Regions from separate parts of the Ovis aries genome. Here region 1 is linked to region 2. The links are chromatin contacts, called in public Hi-C maps. All regions are on one chromosome and are shown on one strand. The core of a region is the stretch at or near the end of the contact, and the rest is flanking DNA. Distances in the headings are between cores, read along the strand shown.

Evidence for each region. Hi-C and Micro-C count contacts between places; a contact is called where the count stands out from the background.
Region 1: a Hi-C map of tail adipose tissue shows a contact between it and region 2, with 4 times the contacts expected there. The contact joins two enhancer-like sites. A contact is called at or near these places in 2 of 16 Hi-C or Micro-C datasets (muscle and tail adipose tissue).

Annotation. Positions count from the first base shown.
Region 1 is chr13:44,341,320-44,345,034 of ARS-UI_Ramb_v3.0, forward strand. No RefSeq gene overlaps it. Among named protein-coding and RNA genes, the nearest start is that of KLF6, 160 kb to the left of the region's middle. Within about 2 kb of position 2,177, at least 17 of the 54 cell types and tissues checked have an H3K27ac peak or open chromatin away from gene starts, as enhancers often do. A contact at or near this core is called in tail adipose tissue, where this site is marked.
Region 2 is chr13:44,190,247-44,194,114 of ARS-UI_Ramb_v3.0, forward strand. KLF6 (KLF transcription factor 6) reads left to right here. Exons shown (of 4, transcript XM_012188639.4): 4 at 1-864. Among named protein-coding and RNA genes, the nearest start is that of KLF6, 9.8 kb to the left of the region's middle. Within about 2 kb of position 2,070, at least 27 of the 54 cell types and tissues checked have an H3K27ac peak or open chromatin away from gene starts, as enhancers often do. A contact at or near this core is called in tail adipose tissue, where this site is marked.

The DNA of each region.
Region 1 (3,715 bases), core at 927-3,426, 150 kb after region 2:
AGAACTCTCCCTGCTTTTGACGGTAGTTTTAACTGGCTTGACCGGACTTGATGGGCCTTTCTCACCCTTGTTGTTCTTGTGCCTGACGTGCTAAGAACCCAGAATAAATGATGCTCGGATGGAGACGAATTAAATGGTGCACTTGATACTGTGTACAAGTGTTGTTACTCGTCTAACACTGCTGTTTGTCTGTGCTATCTCAGTGAAGAAACGGCTGATCTTGGTGAGGGAGAGGTCACAGTCACTGTCTTAGATGCAATAGAAGAATTCTCCTGGGATGCTCTGGGGCAGTGCGCCTGGTGTGTGTGATTTTGTTTTTCTTAACGTCCTAAGACTTGCACTCATTTAGTCCTTGAAAAATTTTAAAAACAGATTTCCTGGTTTTTCCACTGTGAGCTAGATCTCTAACGTTCTCTTTTTGCTGCTTTAAGGAAGAAGTCTAGATCATCAGGCCCTCTTACATTTCCCGCTAGAAGGAGAACTACAGGCACATGTTAGTAATCTTCGTGTGGACCATGCACAGTGTGGATGAAGGCCTGGACAGCCAGGCTGTTTTATTGTTCTGAAGTCATAATGGATTGAGGACACTTTATTGCTGAAAGAATGGAATGATCAGTAGCTTAATTGAGCTGAACATAAATGACACTATTTGAATCTCTTAAAATTTGCAGAGAAACAAATCTCTCCCTTGTTGAATGTTAAGCTGAAACAAATTGTTAGAGAATTTCTGTATGTTCATTTACCCTTACCCTCATACCCTTGGTACCACATCAGAAAAAAAAAAAAAAAAAAGAGCCTTACAATTTTTTAAAAAGTCCTCTATAAATAAAATATTCAGCCTGGTACAAAACTTAGGCTAAGTTTACTTAAATTTTAACTCTAAGAGACTTTTTGATGGTCCTGAAATACTTAGTAAAATCATATAATCCAATTGGATGGTATAATCTAGCTTTTCTTAAACACAAACGACTCCCAGATTGCCACATTACCCTTTTCTTTAGGACACATTTCAAGCTGTCAAATTAGGTAAATCATCACTGGTGTTCTAGGATAGCTTATCTCTTTATTCTTCCCTGAGGTCTTTCAGTGATAAACTCCATTTGTCCCGTCATAGACCTCTAGGCTGTGAAAGACACACGGGACTTCTCCAGGGCCTGCCTTCTTCCAGGGGACAGCAGGGTGCTTATCAGTAAGCTGGGTGCCACTCATGGCCCACCCAGGGACCGGGCTGGCTCTGAGGCTTTTGTACCTGCACCTGTCACCTAGAGCATTGTTACATACTTCTGTGACTTCTTTAAACTCCTTTTTCCTCTGAATGCTAGGGAGTTGGTTTGAGAATCAGCTTTTGGATAACATTTCCCAAGGGGTCAGACTTTGCAGGAGCCCCCCTCTGCGAGTCTCTGTTACCCGCTTTCGTGTAAGGCGTGCATTCACGCTGCACGTTTGCAGGGTTTGGTGGCGTTTTCCCCGTGCCCCAAGGTGCCATTCGAAGGTTGAGTCTGGAAGCCGCGACGCCACGACCTCTCTTGCTGGACCGGGCCTCCTCAGGGACCTGTGCTTCCTGTGCCGGTGGGATGGCCGTTCCTGCCCATCAGCCCCAGGGACTGCGCTTTCTAACCTGCACTGAGTTCCTGTAACTAGGATTACAAGTTACAGCCACAGGAGAGGGGAAGGAACGTTAAAAAAAAATGAAGGTTGATTGTTTACAAGTGCTAATAAAGTTTACCTCATCTCTACTTTAAAAAAAAAAAAAGAGTAAACAATGACTGGTTGTTACCCTCAAGTTAAACTTTCATTGTCTCTGTCACTTCACGCCACTTGTACTGTGAATTCTGAATTTCAGCTTTGTCCTGTAGCGCATGGCATTGCTGGCCATTGGTTCTCTTGCAGTCAGTCTGTTACAGACAAGGAAACGAAGAGTGTCTTCAATATACTCTTTGTTGATTCTTCTAAGAGCGAGCTCACAGTCATGGGATTATACGGTCTCTTGTAACCTTTCCCCTGTCCTTCTATTTACAGTGCATGCATTTTGCCAAGCCTGGGTCAAGAACTATGTCAGAAATTCAAGCAATGCGGCAGGGTTGGATTCCTGAACACAGATTATTTCTCCTCGGCTTTGGTTTCGTAACTGTCATGTCCTCATGAATTGAAGGTTTATGCTTCTATTTTGAACCAATCTGTCAGACTCATTAGCATTCCCGGCCGCTTGCCCTACATAGTTGGAGCCGCTTCCCTCTTTAGGTGTGAGGGCAGCTGCTGTGGAAAATATTCAAATTAAGCTGGTGACCTTGTTAGCAAGGAACCCATGAGCACAGTTACCTCTGTCGGCACTGTAATCTATAAAAATATAATTTGGCTGCAGAGCTAGTAAAATGGGTTAACAATTATTTTCATTGTCTGGGCTGTTTTGTTGTTTCATTCTGCATTTGTTGTTCAGATCACCATAATAAGAACAAGGCATTCTGCCGTTCTCATTACAAGCCATGTAATGCCTAACCCAAGCAGACAGGTAGAAGAAAAATTGGAGTGAAGGAAATAGTTATTGCAGGAGCTTTCTTTTACAAGTGAAATAAGCAAGGATGGAAGAGCCGCTTCCACAGCGGCCACGTTGGGCCAGGCCCCTGCCATTCCCTCTGCTCATTCCCGACAGCGTGAGCGGCCCAGGGCTCCTGGGCTAAATTAAGTGTTCTGGATCGGACACACTGATCTTGTTCCTTTCTGGCTCTAAACATCCTCTTCAGTCCAGGTTAGCCTCTGGAGAGCAGCTGACTCCTGTCCAGCATGGAGCTCCTGCACAGCCTGGTCCCGCTCTGATCCTCCTACCTCCTGTTCTGTGCAGGGGTGTCCCAGCCTGCCTGGGACACTCACTTTCCCTGGCCTCTGGCCTTGACTAGGGTGTCACCTACACTGGGGTACCTCCTCCAGCCTCCTCGCCTCCTGCTGACCGTGCCTCAGAGGCTCTTTCTGCGAGGGAGGCGTTCTCTCCATCCACATCTAAGTGTCCTTGTCCCCTTGCAGAGCACCTCGTAGGGAGCACGCACCATAGATGAGCTGTTGTGGGTTCCTATGCCTTGTTCAGGCTGGCATGGAGGTGTGGCCAGTGTCTGCCCTGTCTGCTTTGGCTCCAGAGTCATATGCAGCTGACCTGGGGGTGCTGACCATCTCCATTGCACTGCCTGCCAGCCCCTTACCTACTGCTGCCCACACCCCGCTCCTGGTTTTCCCACTCCTCCTCACCCCACCCTGCCAAGGGCACCCATGGCGGTACGCTGATGGCACAGCCTGGTGCCTCTGGTGCCCCGGTGTCGCTTCTCCTCTGCTTGGCGGAGAGGACCTCAGCCACTTGCTCCTGGAGATGAGAGGATGCAGCCACGTGCTGCTTCAAAGACGGGGCTCAGAAAACGACTTCTCTACACATCTCTAGGCCACCTGATTTTCGGTTTATTTGGACAACATTGGTTTATAACATTCTGTAAGTTTCATGCGTAAACCTTGTATTTTGACCTGACTTGTGTATACACTGCAGAGACTACCTGTTTTTAAATCTACTCCTCAGTGTGAGGAATAGTAATATAATTTTATTTGTTTTAAATGTGCACAGATACTCATGGGAAATAACCCTGCTGACTACTGGTTTGGTGCTTTTCCAAGTCATTGCAAACTACCTTTTTTGTTTTTTTTTTTTTTTTTTTTCAGATTTACAATGTGCTGAAAA
Region 2 (3,868 bases), core at 820-3,319:
GATTCTTTTTGAGAGCATTTTTTATGCAGATGAAGCTATTTTTTTTCCAGCACATAGATTCTTCCAGTTTTTCCAACAAGTAATTTCCCCGAATTGGCATACCACAGCATGGACAGCTGATCCTCCATGCAGCTGCTGGTCAAGGGTGTGGATCTTCTCTTTATATATATTTATATATATATATATATATATGCACATAAGTCTGGCTGGGCTGGTATTTTGTTTGATCTTCCTGAAAATGAGCAATGGTAAAAGCTCATATAACTGGTTTGTTTGTTTTGTTTTTTTAATCTGGGCTGATGGATACACTTACCTAAAGAAATTATTTTGCTGAGGGGGAAAATGCACTTTTTTCTTTTGGCAGTTCCAAATCCAGACACTTGATTTGCTGGATTTTGGAGGAAAAAAAAAAAAACTCCTTTTTTGGCCCTGCTGTGTGCTTAGCCATAACAGTTCCATTAAGCAAGAAGGTAAACAAAAGACAAAAAATAAAAAACTTGCACTGGCTTGTCTCACTTATGAAACACCGTGGAGTGGTTTGATTGGGTGGGGCTGGGTGCCATGTATGTCAATGCCTGTAATTTTCATAATAAGCAAGTACATAAAGAATTACAATTCTGTTCAGGTGATAACTGAGCCTCAATCAAGCAGAAACTTTTTGCTTGACATTAAAAAAAAATTTCTATTAGTGAAATTTCTTTCTTTTTATTTTGAAGCACCCTGTTATCTGAAAAAAAATCTTTGTAAGATTTTTGTAAAATTTTGTTTTACAAGATTTTATTTGAAATTGTTTTTTGCAAGATTGTTATATTTCTGTATGAATGTATTTTTTATTGGAATAACATAAAAGAATTCTTATCAGCATCTTGAGTCTGGCTGTTTTGTGTGTGGCGGGGTGGTGTGGAGGGAGGGAGTGTTGAAACAAATTCCTGCCAGATTAATCACGGGGCTCCTCCTTGGGAAATCTTCCTTATGCAACCCCAGCAGCCACTTGCCTGTCTCCCTCCCACTCACCGTCCTGGCAGCAAAGGTGGAAATAGGAGCCTGGGGTTGGTCCCCTGATGCGCACTGGGTTCTCCAGGGCCTGGCCACCAGGCTTTGGGGCTCAGGAGGAAACTCTGGCTGTGCTTTCACTTGTCACTCCAGCCTGGGAATAAACTGCAGAGGCTTCCGAGGAACGAGGAACGTGGAACAAGCACCTCCTGTTCACTTCCGATGTTCCTGGGGACCTGTTCAAGGTCAGATGCTCCTCGGCACCTGTTCCAGAGATGGGGGCCACCCCCAACCTGGCCTGAACACCTGGCTGGGTTGTCACCCAAGAGGGTGGAAAGGACACAGTGGGGACAGCAGGCCCCAGAGCCATCCCTCTGGCCTTCAGGACACCCTCCCTTACCTCTCCTGCCCTACCATCACCTTCTCTGGTCAGACCAGCAAAATAGGGCAGGAGGTGAAAGATTATTTACCTGATAGACCAATTTTTTTGTTGTTGTTGTTTTCCCTTTAGGCAGATGGGATTCATTCAACGCAAATTTTTTTTTTTTTGAAAATAGGGTAGCTTTTGGTTTTCTAGAAACATTTCCCAGCATGAGATCATAATCCTGCTGTGTGATGAGTGGCAAACGAGTTTGTGTTCAGATCATGTTAAGCTCCTTAGTGGGGACAGGGTGGAACTGGTGTGTGCCTGCTAGAGGGGGCAGTGGGATGCTGGAAATTTCCGAGAGATTGAGCTTAAGCTCGTTCTTAGTTTAGGGAAGTTCTCTAGTTGTTGCAGGAAGGGCCCCCTGCGTCTGTAGCGGTTCTACATTTGGCCTCGTGAGCAGGGTTTACACAAGCTGCCTCTTAATTTGATAATTGGGGAGGAGAAGCTGAAGTGCGTCCCCAGATTAGGAATGTTAAGTAATTTTCTTTCTAGAACTGCGGTAAAAATATCAGCCATTCGAAAGGAGTGTGGTGTGGGAGGGTGAAGGAAGCAGATGCAGTTTTTGCCAGGACTCTTGGGTGTGTTGTGTTCAAAGCACATGTCAGGATGACTAATAGTTGGATTGCCCCGACTGTAGCGCTAAATAAAGGCTTGATAATGCATTCTCGACTACTAGCGAGACTTGACCACTTTGTCATGCGAGGACTATGCCGAACAGCCCAGTTATGTTCAAATAAGGCTGCTAGGAGAACTGCCATGCAAGGAATCAGCTGTAAACCAAGGATATTTATAGAAGGACAAAAATTTTCACTCTGCTTAACAAAAGTGTTGAAACCTAGCTAAAAGAAAAGATCTGTTCTGTGTGCTTTTGGACAATTTGCTGAGCCACACTGGACCTCAGCTTTCTTATTGCTGAAATATTTTGGGCTTAGTCACATGTATCTAGCGTTTTGTAGAGCACTGCAATTCTGTGGTCTGTGAGTATAGGGTGGACTTCAAATTACACGTCCACCCTCCTCGGAATGCTCCGCTCAGATCTAGAAAGTTCTCTCACGCCACAGTAGACGGTATTGTTGAGAAAATTGCTCTGACTTAGAATGGAAAGGGGAACGTTCTCAAATATCCCTTTGCCCCTTTAATTACAGTTAAGTTATTTAGACATTTGGTGCCATAATACATACCATTTTTTAAAATTCAAAACAAAAACAAAAAACAACTCTTTGAAAACAGCCATTGTAGCCACGGCAGGCCCAAAGCCTCTAAGTTCTCCCAGCTCACCAATCCCATGGCACAGGTTCCCAGCTGACCTGTGTGCCCAGAGGGCGGGGGAGGTGATGGAGTCAGGTTGTTTACTTTTATATTTTAATTGCTGTGGAGAAAGAACGTAGCTTTCCTATGTAACTTCCTTCTTAGTTTTTAACCTTATGCCACCATGAGCTATTTTTTTTCTCTAAGTTTTAAAAAATTGCATCTATGTATTATTTTATTTTTTTATCTTTGGCTGTGCTGGGTCTTCACCACCGCAAAGGCTTTTTTCTAGTTGTGGTGCCACAGTTCCTCACTACGGCGGCTTCTCTTGTTACAGAGCACAGACTCTCAGATACACAGGCTTCAGTAGTTGTGGCTTGTGGTAAGCTAGGCTTTTTTTTTTTTAACAACTTTCCTTCCCAACTTGAAATATTCCCCTCGTCAAACTGGGTGATGATGAAAGCGATAGTATCTACCATTTGTTATGTCTTAACTACGAACTGGGGAGGGAATATGTTATATATGTGTGTCTGTGTGTGACTTCATATATATTTCCCAGTGTACTTCACATGGCAGACTTTATCCCCATTTCACAGGTGAGGACTACTGAGGCACCACTAGATGAAGCTGCTTTTTCTAGGTGGCTCAGTAGGACGCATCAGGCCTGGCATCCAGGCCACGTCTCTCAAATGCCAAAGACCAAAGGTTTAATCACCCTCTGGCACTAGTTTCTGTCTCACCAGAGCCTTCCACTCATCCTGATGGATTTACCTTAAAATGAAGTTACGTTTAAGAAAGGGAGACAGAACTTTCTTATAATTCAGAAACACTGAAGCTATAAACTGTGCTGTAATCCTAAGCAAACAAAAGTAACCATTTTGAATTGCTTTCAAGAAATGAGACAGATGGCACGTATTTATTTTTAATGTTTAAGAAGCTCGAGAAAGCAGTCGGGGATGTGATATCCTACATTAATTGGCAAGCATCACCTAATGTACATAGTTAAGACACAAAGAGAAGAAAATTAGGTCCATGCATCACATAAATGAGGCAATACAGCAAAGTGTATTTAACCAGATTTATTTTATAACATGGTCTCTCTGTTTCACTCTAAGTAATTTTAATGAGAATTCTCTAAATGTCTATGAATGGTAAGAGACAAAGACGAGATGGAGTCTGGGTACTGCATGTCCTCATAGG